Linked DNA regions of Gossypium arboreum: region 2 is linked to region 1. Evidence: chromatin contacts called from public Hi-C data. All regions are on one chromosome and are shown on one strand. Each heading gives the region's core, a stretch centred on a gene start, on an enhancer-like site or on the middle of the called end of the contact. The rest is flanking DNA. Distances are from core to core; before and after follow the strand shown.

What was found. A called contact is a pair of places that touch in the nucleus more often than the background predicts.
Region 2: a contact with region 1 is called in a Hi-C map of leaf, with 2.4 times the contacts expected there. The contact joins two enhancer-like sites. A contact is called at or near these places in 3 of 5 Hi-C or Micro-C datasets (all in leaf).

The regions. Positions count from the first base shown.
Region 1 is chr6:57,523,844-57,530,637 of ASM2569848v2, reverse strand. No RefSeq gene overlaps it. Among protein-coding and RNA genes, the nearest start is that of LOC108485313, 100 kb to the right of the region's middle. Within about 2 kb of position 4,202, at least 2 of the 2 cell types and tissues checked have an H3K27ac peak or open chromatin away from gene starts, as enhancers often do. A contact at or near this core is called in leaf, where this site is marked.
Region 2 is chr6:57,730,465-57,737,258 of ASM2569848v2, reverse strand. No RefSeq gene overlaps it. Among protein-coding and RNA genes, the nearest start is that of LOC108485516, 23 kb to the right of the region's middle. Within about 2 kb of position 3,893, at least 2 of the 2 cell types and tissues checked have an H3K27ac peak or open chromatin away from gene starts, as enhancers often do. A contact at or near this core is called in leaf, where this site is marked.

The DNA of each region.
Region 1 (6,794 bases), core at 2,953-5,452:
CAGGGCCGGAACGGTTTCTGGATCCCCTGTTCCGACTTTGGAAATTCATTGTAAATTAACCAGAGATAATTAGGAGTCATGCCATATATGTATAGATTCCTCTTTGAGTCTAGTTTGTTTAGAAATAAACGGCATCAGTATTTAAGCCCTGTACAGGGAGATATCCAAGTCATAATGCGCGAAGGTCAGTGTAGACGATCCCTGTAATAGGGGAGACTTTAACTAATAAACTGTACTAATTGGCCCGACCAAAAATTCTAGAAAAAATTTTGTGGATGGATATATGAGTCTAATTTCAGGGAAAAATTACGAAACTGATTTTCGAGTTTTGAAACTCAAGATATGATTTTTAAGGCGACAGTGATGCAGTAACCAGCTTGTCTGGAAAATTTTAAATGGACTGTGAAAATGATTAAGTCAAGTTTGTGTGCACCTTGTGTTCGACTCCGGTAACGGACTCAGGTACGGGGTGTTACAATTTTCTTGCATTTCATGTAACATTCTTTCATGTCATATTTCCACATCATAAACACCATTCCATCAACTTTTCCAATAAATTAAATCATACAATATATGCAATAATAGTAAGAAATATAATTCAAACATAAAATTGCATTATTATTATCATACGAACTTACCTCGATCTAGAAACAGCAATTTACCATTTTAGTCCATAACCTTGTATTTTCTCAATTTAAGCCCGAATCTCGATTTAAGCCCGAATCTCGATTTCCTTCATCTATAATATCACATTTAGCCTAATAATTAGTCACACTATTCATACGGGTCCAAAAATCATATTTTTAAAAATTTTCATTTTGACCCCTAAACTTTTGCATATTTGCACTTTTGCCTCAAGGGTCGGAAATTAAACTTCATCCTATTTTCTTATGTTTTATGACATGCTGATCATTTTTCCCTTCTATGGAAACATCAAATTCTCACTCTAACATGTACTTATGACTATTAGGTATTTTTACCGATTAAGCCCTTTTGCTCGTTTTCACTTAAAACCGAGTAGCACAAGTTGTCTAACATAATTTAAAATCTCATATTCTATCATAAAACACCAAAATACACAAATTTCACCTATGTGTATTTTTCCAAATATGAACCCTAGGTTGAATTATTGCTAGCATAAGCTAAATCAAGTTATCGGGACTCCAAAAACATAAAAATCATTAAAAACGAGGCTAGAACGGACTTACAATCGATCTTGGAAGCTTGAAAACCCTAGCCATGGAGTCTCCCTTGGTATACACATCCACGGTGAAGAAGATGAGCAAAATTGGCTTTTAATTTTGTATTTTAATTCATTTTACCCCTAAATGACCAAAATGCCCTTACTACTAAACTTTCCAAAAATTCCATTCATGTCCAATATTTGTCCATAAACTTTGAAATTGGTCAAATTGCTATTTAAGACCTCCTAATTAATATTTCAAAGCAATTTCATACTAGAAACTTCTAGAATGCAAGTTTTGCAACTTATTCAAATTTAGTCCATAACTTCAAATTAAGCACTTTATGCATAGAATTTCTTCACGAAATTTTCACACAATCATGCAATCATATCATAGACCTCAAAGTAATCATAAAATAATTATTTCTATCTCAGATTTGTGGTCACGAAACCACTATTCCGATTAGGCCCTAATTTGAGATATTACATATTCACATTCGGCTGTAGCATATAATAATTCATACATAACAATTCAGCATATATACTTTGTATTTATTTAAAAATGAGTACGACTATTTGCTTATAAACTTACCTCAGACTATGTATAACGGAACGGGACAACTAGTCGACAACTTTTGCTTTCCCCTGATCCAAATCCGATTTCTTTAATTCTTGATCTAAACATATTCAAATTAAGATCATTCAAACATATTTTCATTAAATTTAGTCCAAAAACACATAAATGGGAAAATTACCATTTTACCCCTAACATTTATAATTTTTACAATTTAGTCTTTATTGCAGAAAACACAAATTATGCAAAATTTCCCCATACCCATGTTTGGCCTAATCTTACCCCTATCCATACAAGTCCATATATTTCATTTATTTCACATTTTAGTCCCTCAAATTATTATTTTTGCAATTTAGTCCTAATTACTCAAAATCATCAAAAACTCCAATACAGAACATGTTAATCTAAAACATTTCTTTCATATTTCATCATCAAACAACAAAAATCACAAGCTCTCATCAATGGCTAACTCAAAATATTCATCAAAATAAAAAATTCAAGCATGGGTCTTGAAGATAACTTAGCAACGATCTCAAAAACGTAAAAATTGTCAAAAATCGAACTAAACTCATACCTTGATTGAGCTTTAAAGATGGCTGAACCCTAGCTCTTGTTATTTCTTTTTCTTTTTCTTTTGTTTAGTTTCGGTCAAGAGAGAATGAATGAACATATTTTATTTTAATGTTTATTGTAATATATATTAACATTTTTACCTAATTACATTTTTAACCTTAATATGATTATAATAAAACATATAATATATATGCCTGTTACCATCCACCCTTTCTTTTAATGGGCTAATTGCAACATAAAGGCTTCCAGTAATAAAGCCAATAGCAATTAGGCCCTTTTTAGAAATAACCACCAAATTTTCATTTTACGCGATTAAGTCCTTTATTTTACCGGACATCCAAACGACAAAATTAAATCACGAAAATTTCACAGATATAAATTCACACAAAATAAACACAGAAAATAATTTTTAAATATTTTTCTGACTCGGATTCGTGGTCCCGAAACCACCGTTTTGAGTACGGTCTAAATCGGGCTGGTACAGTTTGTAAATGTTGAACATCAAATTTATTAATTTTTTAGAATTAGAACTAAAATGACAAATTTCGTAAACATTGAGGGTTAAATTTGTTGACTTTTTTATATATATGATGAAATTGATAGAATGTGTAAACATTAGGGGGCTACTTTTTTATATTTAGGATCAAATTGGTATATAGAATGTGTAAATATTTTAGGGCTAATTTTGTTACTAGATCAATAAAAAACTCACATAAGCTCATAGTGACTCAAATATTTTATTTTGAAAAGTTTAGTGACTAAATCGAAAAAATTAATAGTTGGGTGACCAAAATAGAACAAAAGGCATAGTTGGTGACCATTTTTATAGTTTACCCCAAAAATAATTTTTAGCATGTTCCACGTTGTTAAATATTTAACGGATGAGCTAACTTGGACGTTTCGAAATGTTTAAGGGTTAATTTATTGTTTTTCAATAGAGAGATTGAAATGTAATCCGCACCTAAATATAAGGGCTTCCTTAATATTTTTACCAAAGAAATTGATGCATAAGAAAATTCGAGTAAATCAATATCTTATATAAATCAATATCTTATATAAAATATTTGTGCTCTAATTATTTGATTAATTACTATTTTATAAGCACGCAAAAATATATTATTAGTTTTTTTGAAAATATATATATTATTGGTGCAAAAAATAGAATGTTGATAACGACAATGTATTGTAAAGAAAAGAGAGAAAAATAAAGAATACAGAGAAAAACAACTACAGGCAGAGGAGAAGATAATTCACCATGTCGAATTTAAATGATTACAAGAGGAGTAACTATGTTTATTTATAGGCTTGTAAAATCATATTCTAATACAAGAAGTGTAACAAGGTTTAAAAACCTTCTTCTAAAATGAAATAAAAAAAGTATAGTTCTATACAGATTTTACTTTTATTTTATTTTATTATTATATTTTATTTTAATACGGATTCAGGTCACTCAATTCTAACAATGGAAGACCTTTTAATTTTAAAAAATTAAATTTTTTCGATGGAAAATAGCTAGCTTCCAATAGAAAAATAGGTGAACAAGACACGTGTTCGTCAATCCCATCATCAGAAAGCAACAAAAGCAGAAGCAAATAAGATAAATAAAGAAAACAGAACAAAAAGGGAAACAAAATTAAAGCAAAGAAAATCAAAACATTAGAAAAAAGCCTCTTAAAAACAACAAGCCAAGGAACCAGCAACCCCTCCAAATCCAAAGAAAAAACCAATGAAAGATCAAAACAATATGAATAGCCAAGCTTCAGCAGATTATCAAAGTGAAAGATGAAGTTTTCTGAAAACCAAAGCAAAACCCGATTAGCGTGAAAGACAGTATGTAGACTAATCCGCCGCAGCCGCTCTCTCGACCAACTCCAGTGCTTCTTTGATCCAGAACCATTCCTTTAATAAGCGACGTCCCTCCCTTGCCAACACATGGGCTGCCTCATTCGTATCTCTCCTTACGTGGTGAAAGGTAACATAAACAAACAAACCCATATTTTGTTTTATGTCTACAACGATTGGGCCAAGAACTGACCTGTCTAATGTATCTAATTGTAGTTTTTTGATAATTGCAAGAGAGTCCCCTTCGATCTGAATATGCTGGAACCCAAGCTCCCTCGCAAACCAAATCGCCCGTTCACATGCCCGAGCTTCTGCCACAAACGCATCTACAACATGAGAGTGAGGGTAAGTACAAGCCCCCATTATCAAACACACTTTGTTTCTTTGAAAACGATTTGCTTCCATGCACATTAAAAGAGGAACTGAAATTAATTTTCACAGCTCCCTGTTGTGGTGGCCTCCAGTAACTAACCTTAGGCATACAAACAGAGGGGCTCTCCTTTGAAATCGATTCCAATTCTTTAATATACCCTACAATAAACCCTGATATATCTTGAATTGATTGTTTGATACCATCATGCACCAATCGGTTTCTGACATACCAAATAGCCCATATTGTTACTGTCAAAAGTTTTATGTTTATACCATTTTCCATGTTGAACGAGTCTATTAACCAATATCTATGGTTTGAGTGCTTTGAGACAGGGGATCTAGTGACATGCAGAGAGTCCAGAACTTGTTCCGTAACTGGGCAAAATCGAAGGAGATTGTCTACTAACTCAGTACCCATAAGGCACATCGGGCAAGCACTAGGACTAAGGAGATGTGTCTTATTCAGATTAGCATAAGTAGGTAAAAAGTCATTGTCAACTTTTTACAAGTGAATTTTTATTTTCTGCAGAAGTTCTAACGCCCATAGAGTAGAGAAAAAACTTGTACCAAGAGTTGTAGTAGGCTTGTTAGGAGTGTTCTGGTTGGATAAATTTCCATGTAACAATAACTTATATCCACTTTTAACTGTATACTCCCCTGTACCTTTAACACGCCAAATTTTGAGATCGGGTGGTTTCGTTTGGGCTATGGGGATGGATAAAATAACATCTAGTTGGTCAAATTCAACAATCTCCTGAAATACATCTTCTTTTCAGTAACCTTGTTATGGGTTAATTAAATTAGCAACTTTAGTAAATCTTGTATTTATGTGTTGACATTTAACTCTACCATCTCTAGGTCCAAGGATCTAGGGGTCATTCCCAGTGTTCACTGATTCCTTGTCTCCAACCTGCCAACCATGACCCTGATCCAATAACCCTCTAGCAGCCAGAATGCTTCTTCAGGTGAAAGAAGGGTAAGTTCCTAACCAGTAGATAGAAAATCAATTTTTGGATAATAATACGCTTAAAAACTCTGGCAAGAAAACAATCCGGTTGAGTCCAAACACGCCAACTTTTCTTAGCCAACAAAGATAAATTAAACATAGCAAAATAGCAAAAACCTAAGCCCCCAGTGGTCCTTGGTGCACATAATTCTCTCCATGAACTCCAATGAATATCCTTCGATTAAGCACATTTTCTAACTTTGTACATAATGATTTTGGAAAAGGAAAACACTACATAGTATAAATCTGGAGAGAACACCGATTTGATTAAGGTTTCCTTCCCTCCCATGGATAAAAACATCAAATTCCAACTTTCAATTCTGCTACAAAACCTAACCACATAATTCGCAAAAGCACATTTCCTGTTGCGTCCAACCATCATAAGTAAGCCGAGATATTTTTCGGATTTGATGACACACAAACTTTCAAAATAAAGGCGACTATATTTCTATCACATTCAGCCACATCTAACCTAAAATAGATCAACAACTTGTCATAATTAACCATTTTCCCCGATGCTTTCTCATATGTCGAAATAATTCTATAAATACTTTCAGCTCCCTTTTTTGAAGCATCCCCAAATAGTAAGCTGTCATCTGCGAAAAATAGATGGTTAATTGTCAAAGGACCTCTACCTATTCTAACTCCCCTTACCAAATCCCTCTCCTTAACATCATCCAAAAGTGTTGAAAAGCCTCCAGCACATTGCAAAAACAAGTACAGGCTAAGCGGATCCCCCTAAGACCCTTTTGTTGGCATAAACTTATCACTTAGATATCCATTGAATCCCACTATGTAAGAAATTGAAGCCATACATCGCATTATCAAGGCTACCCAATCAGGGTGAAACCCTAAATTGAGCATCATTCCAACTAGAAAATCCCACTTCACCCTATCATAAGCTTTGCTCATGTCCAATTTAAGGGCAAAGCTTCCTTTTTTACCCCATATTTTTGTTTTCAAAGTATGCAAAATCTCATAAACAACAAAAGTGTTATAAAAAAATTGTCTGTTTGGGATAAATGCACCTTGCGCCTCATGGATACATACATTCAAAAACCCACTAATTCTATTCATAATGGTTTTAGCAATAATCTAATATAAGGCACTACAAAGACTTAATAGGTCTAAATTGAGTAATAGTTCTCCGATTACTAACCTTAGGGATTAAGACGATGTGTGTGCTATTAATTTCCTCCACCACAACATCACCTCAGAGAACAACAAGAAAATAGAAATATACC
Region 2 (6,794 bases), core at 2,644-5,143, 210 kb before region 1:
GTGGAACAAAGGAAAAAGAGAGGGGTAAGCATTTACATGCTTAATAAGCTCGAATAACTAGAAAGTAAACTTACCGAGTAATTAGCTACATCCATATTTAAATCATGAAATCATCAATTAGGAAAAGATTCCCTATCACATGCACTCAATCAATAAGTTAGTTACATAACAAGGCATCATGTAATTTATATAGATAAGCTCATCATTCATCATCTTATTGAAATACACCATATTAATCTCATTGAGTTTCTAGGAAATCTCGATGGGATACCCATTATCCGTCAATTCTTACGAATGATCATTTCACATATATGGACTCTCGCGAACCTCACATCTCATGGCAGGATTACAAGTCCAGGCTAAATCCCCCATATCATGAACTCATAAGGTGATGTCGGGATTACCAGTCTAGGCCAAATCCCTTATAGTGATGAGCTCGGATCTGAATTACCAGTCCAGGCTAAATTCAGACCCTAATCGGATTACCTGTCCGGGCTAAATCCATAATGCACACATATTCTTCGGGAGGCTTGATCATTCAAGAAACACCCGTCCGAGCTAGATCCTTTTCATACTTGAGAGCACAGATTACCTGTCCGGGCTAAATCCTTATTGCAACACATCCAGGATCTCTTTACACATATCAATGAGGGTTTATCCATTGAATTCCCTTTGTCAACCTCATCCGAGACATTTTTCACATGTTACCATCAAATATGCATTTTTATGATATTTCATGCTAATAATAAATGCAATCATCATGCATTCATAAATCATTCAATTATGCATATTAGGGGTTTACTTTAAGTTATCCGAACTTACCTGGTATTCTTTTCGGAGTTGTGTTTCGGTTATTCCGAAACCTTGCGTTTACCTCAATCGACCTCCAGAATTTTTTCCTCAGGGTCTATAACAACAAAGTTAACTCATTAATACACTACATTATACATTTCAAGTTTAATATCTGCCCCCGGTCCAATTGACCGTTTTGCCCCTAACCTTTCACATTTTTACGATTTAGTCCCTAGGCTCGTATAATGAAACACATGCACTTTCTGTCTTACCCAAGCCTAGCTGAACCTTTTCCTTCATATGGTAGCCTACATTTTCCATTATTTTCTAATTTCTACCACACATTTACATCTTTTGCAAAATAGTCCCTATAAGGGTTTTTCATGAAAATCAACTAGGAAAAGATGTTTAATACACATTCATCTTTCATATTCCTCCATAATCCATCAAAATACAAGCAACTCATGCATGGGTAAATTTTTAAACATGAACCCTAGCATGAAATATGGGTAGAAATGGAGAGAGCAAGCTATCGGGATTTCAAAAATACAAAGAGCATGAAAAACGAGGCTTGGGAGTACTTACTATTGAGCTTGGAAAGCTTGAAAACCCTAGCTATGGAAACCCTTGAATTTTTGGCTGGACAAGGAAGAGAATGGGTTGATTTTGGTTCATTTTCCCCATTTTATTTCATTAAAATACCAAATGACCAAAATATCCTTAAGCCATTTCCTTAAAATTCCATCCATGCAAGCCCATTTTTGTCCAAAAACTTAGAATTTGGGCAAATTTCTCTCCAAGACCTTCTAATTCATAACCCAAAGCAATTTCATACAAATTGCTTCTAGAATTCAAGTTTTGCAATTTATTCAATTTAGTCCCTAATTGCCAATTGGACACCTTACTCAAAGTATTTCTTCCTGAAACTTTAACACATGCATATACTCATATTCTAGGCCTCATAATAATCATATAGTAAATATTTTGATGTCAAATTTGTGGTCCCGAAACCATTCCGACTAGGCCCTATTTCAAGATGTTACAAGAACTTACTGCGCTATAATCATATTATCAACAACGTTTCTTCCTGCAATAAATCTCGCTTGCTCTTGGTCAGTGATCTTAGGAAAGAGAATCTTGAGCTGGTTCACTATCACCTTCATAACAAGTTTATATAAAACAAACAGAGGTGATAGGTCGAAATTGAGAGAAACTTTCAGGGTTCTGAACTTTTGGAATTAAAATGATCAGGGTATTGTTTAGATTCGAATTAAAAACATTATCCCCAAAGATCCTCTTAACCCAATTACATATTGATCGTCCCACAACATCCCATTGTTTCTGAGAGAACAAAGCGGGAAAGCCATCACTTCTTGGTGCCTTTCGCGATGCCATGTCAAAAAGTGATCTTTTGATCTCCTCATCTAATACAGGTATTCCAAAGAAGTCAATATCCATATTCCCAAGTTGTGGATAGCCAATGGTAAGTAAATTCCCCGTAGGACCAGGAACCTCAGCATACAACTTTTGGAAGAATGTAATATCCTCTATTTTAAGAGTTTCAGGTTCAAAAATCCATTTTCCATCTAAGTTACGGAAGTTCGTTATACTATTTTATTTTCTCCTTTGAATCCTACACCTATGAAAATACTTAGTATTACTGTCTCCTAACTTCAACCAGTCACATCTCGATTTTTTCTTCCAGAGTAACTCTTCATGATAAAGAACATTTTCTAGTTCCTCTAGAGTTTCCAATTCACGTTGTACCAAGTTATTAGAACTAGAGACATCCATAATGCACTGAATATCGCTAATTTTTTAATCAACTATTTTTTTTTTAGTATTGATATGCCCATAGACACATTTATTCTAGTTCTTGAGTCTTTCAGTGAGTGATTAAGAGAGCCTAAAATGTTATCGTCAAAACTCTAGTTATCCGAAAGGAACTCCAGGAAATTCAGGTGTTCCAACCAACCAGCTAAAAAACGGAAAGGTCTGCCTTTAGGAGGGGATATATTCGATTGTAAAGACAGTAAAATAGGCTTATGGTCTGATTTAATTCTTGGAAGATGAGCCACCACACAATTAAGGAACAACTCTACCCAAGCCTCATTACCTAGAGCCCAATCCAAATGCTTGAATAGAGTACCATGATGCCAAGTGAAAGGGGAACCTCTAAACCCAGATCATGGACTTTATTAGTGTTAACAGAATCACAAAAAAAAAAAGACACCTTTGACCTGTCACTTGGCCACCCTTCTTTTACTCTGCCGATAGAATGGTGTTAAAATCCTCAAAGCCAACCAAGGAGAATGACCTGAAGGGATAGATAACCGTAAACCCTTCTAGAGAAGCCTCCTTTTTTATCTATCTAGGCTACCATAAAAAAAGCAACAAAAATCAATCGTGATTGAAGAATAGACAAAATATGAGTCAAAATAAATTGATGATGATTTCTGATCACCTCTACATCAATGGACTCCTTCCATCCTGGCCAAATACCACCTGATAAACCAACTGGTTCTACCCGATGAGTTCTTTCCAACCCTAATTTTGCAATAATAGTATCAACTTTAAGACCACTAACCCTTGGTTCAAGCAAGCTAAAAATATCTAGTTTAAATTCATTACTATATTCTCAAAATATTCTTGGAAATTTCGAATTCGCACAACCCTACACATTTCAAGAAAAAGTGAATAAATTCATAATAAAAATTGAAAAAAGGAGATAACATATTTATTTTCCGGCATGGACAGTACTATCCGAGCCTTCGGTTTCTCTTGTCACTTTTTCCTTAGCAACTTGACCGTCCAACTCCGAGGAGATAAGATCTTCTGCCTTCAACTTGGATCCAACAAGAGAGGCTTGTGAGCTCCCCATAGCCTTAAAATGATTACTTGGTCCCTTAAGAGTTTTATTAATCTTCCAATCACCCTTAGGATCCCTTGCTTTTCCACCATTATCGTGACCATTAACTGGGTTAAAAGTATTTCCCAACTTAACAGCTTTATTAACGCCCGTTGTCCCAGTTAAAGTCGAGCTAGAGGTTGCTTGGAAGGTAATTGTCGAATGATTGTTAGAGTTGAGAATGCTTTCATTTATGGTCACTGCCACAACTTCCACTTATTCAACTGCAGGATTAAAATTTTTTATCATTAAAACCTGCAGGAACTGTAAGCACTGTATCGCCCAAATCTCCAACTTCTCAATCAAGAATTCCAGCAGAATTGTCAACAGTAGTATCGGTTTTCCCAGCGTTGGGTAGGACCGCCCCACCTATCAAATGGTCCTTCAAAGGTGCGTTTGGCCCAGGCGCATTGCTGGACCTAGAACTCTGCCCAATCGATAGCCCACCTGTTTTGCTTGGGCCTTTGTCATGAGCATTGGACCTGGAAATATTCAAAATAGAATTAGAATTTTTGTTAATTAAAGAACCCACTAACCTTTCCCAAGATCGAACTTCATATTTCTTTCACCTTGACAATATCTTCCCAAAATCTGCATTTACAATTTCTTTCCCATTTTTTCCATGGCCGAATATCTGTCCCTTATCCCGAAACCACTCCCTAAAGAATCAGAATTGAAAGATAAGGCATGAAATCTCGACCCCGAAAATTTCTCCCCTTCTCCAGTCATTCCATGTTTGTTCTATTCACGTGAGTTACACCTGAATCTCCTTTCCACCAGCATCCAAGGACCGAAATCATCGCTTCTAGTCGTCAAGTCTGCATCTGGTTGTGGATTTCCGATTGTCAGAGTATATTCTTCCGATTTGTTCCCTGTTGCTTGTATATGCGGACAACCATCCTTGGAGTGGCCATACCGTCCACACGAGAAGAAGACAATCGATAAGCTTTTGTACTCGATTAGTTGAAGATTTCCATTGATGAGGACTTGTGAGATAAGAGGTTTCTCCAGATTGATAAAAACAATCATTCGCACGTATTGACCCCTTGATAAGAGATGGCTAGGCAATCCTAGGAGTCTAATCCAAGCCAGGACATTACTAGGATAGAGAGTCCAAGGTTGAACCGTCAAGTATTGCCCGAAGATAATCCATGGACCCCGTGATAAAACCTTCTCATAGTCTTCAGAATATTGGAATTTTGATCCATTTTTCTATATCCATCATTTGAAAGGGTTGAAATGGTCTCCAAAGTCCATAAACTTTATTTTGTAGTGTTGTGATATTCCTTCCCAACAGTTTGAGAATCACAGAAGTAGACATGTCTTTAACTAATAATTTTTTTACTCTATCTGAGAACACAATGGCGGGGATGTCATTGAGTATCAACTTTTTAACGTCACCTTCCAGTAGTGAAAAAGTCGTATTGGTAGCGTTTAAATCTCTCTCCCAATAAGAAACGGTGGAACCTTTCCCCATAACCATATTTTTCCAGGGCAAGGTTGGAATCGGTGTTGAATCAACAGCCATCACATTTTCAATACTAGACGTCGACTCCTTGAAACAAACCTTCTTGGTGTTTGAATCGCTAGAAATATCATCTTTTTTTTTTTTCTTTTTTCGCAGAGAGAGTCCATGGTGAAAGGGAAATTTACCCGTAGTATATGGTTTTTTTTTTTGGCAAGACGGTATGTGTAATTTTAAATGTTACAAAATTAAAGGTAAGAGTAAAGTAAAATGATGAATCTTAAATATTTGAAAGCAACAATAAATTAAAAATATGATTAATTAACCTAACAATATGTCTAATTAAAATTATAAACTTTGCATAATATCTTATATTATATCTTATATATCTAAATGTCATGTGAATTAATTATTCTATTGATATATGTACAACAATGCTTTTAACTATTTTAATATAAATTAAATTTTAAAATATTTTAAAAAATTAATTATGTTTATTTAATTTTTATTTTAATTAATTTACTTTTTTTCTATAAATTAATTTACCTTTTACACAATAGTGAATCCAAAAACTTTTTAATAGGATCAAAATTTAATTATAATTTTTCTTTAAATCAAATTATAAGTTTATTATTAATTTATAATTTTATTATTTTGAAGGACTAAATAGAATTTTTATTTTATTTTAGGAGGTTAAAATACAATTTTAATATATATTAATTTATAATTTCTTTATTTATAAGAGGATTGACTTGAAAGTTTTTCATTTTGAGAGACTAAAATACAATTTTACTATATATTAATTTATAATTTTTCTATTCGTAAGATAACTAAATTAAAGTTTATCATTTTGGGAGGCTAACACCCTTGCCTACCCCTCAAATCGGCTCTACTTTTCATATATATATATATATATATATATATTACTTTTATGTATAAAATTAGAGGTGTTCATGGGTCAGTCTGGGCCCAATAAAAAATTTAGGCCCAGGCCCTACCTATAAATGGGCCTACAATTTTGTTCAAGCTCGGCCTAGTCTGTTTGTATTATTGTTTTTTTTAAATATAATACATCAAAAATATAAAAACATTAAAATAAATATTTCTCAATATATTGAAAATAAATTAAGAAAATATGTATACTTAAATAACACCAAGATAGGTGCAACTTAACAAGTAAATGTCTCTAAAATAGTAATAAAATTAACAATAAAACAATAGTTATACAATAACAATAAAATAGTAGCAATATAATAGTGAAAAAACAAGAAAATAACAAAATAGTAAAAAAAAAGCAATAAAACAGTAAAAAAAAGTAGTTCTTTTTTTTTTGCATATTTGGGTTGGGCCCGGCTCGGGTTAAAAAAGTCGTACTCGAGGCTCAACCTATTTTTTAAACGAGCCTTAATTTTTTGTCCAAACCTATTTTTCAGGCCTAATTTTACCCAAACCCTCTCATTTTTGGGCAGACTGAGTGACCTGACCCATAAGCAAGTCTATTTAAAAATAATTAAAATATTTTTTTTTGCAAAAGCTAAATAATATAAATTTATAATCTTATTAAAAAACGCATAGTTTTATAATATAATCATATTTTAGAAGATCTATTAAAATACAATATAAAATAAT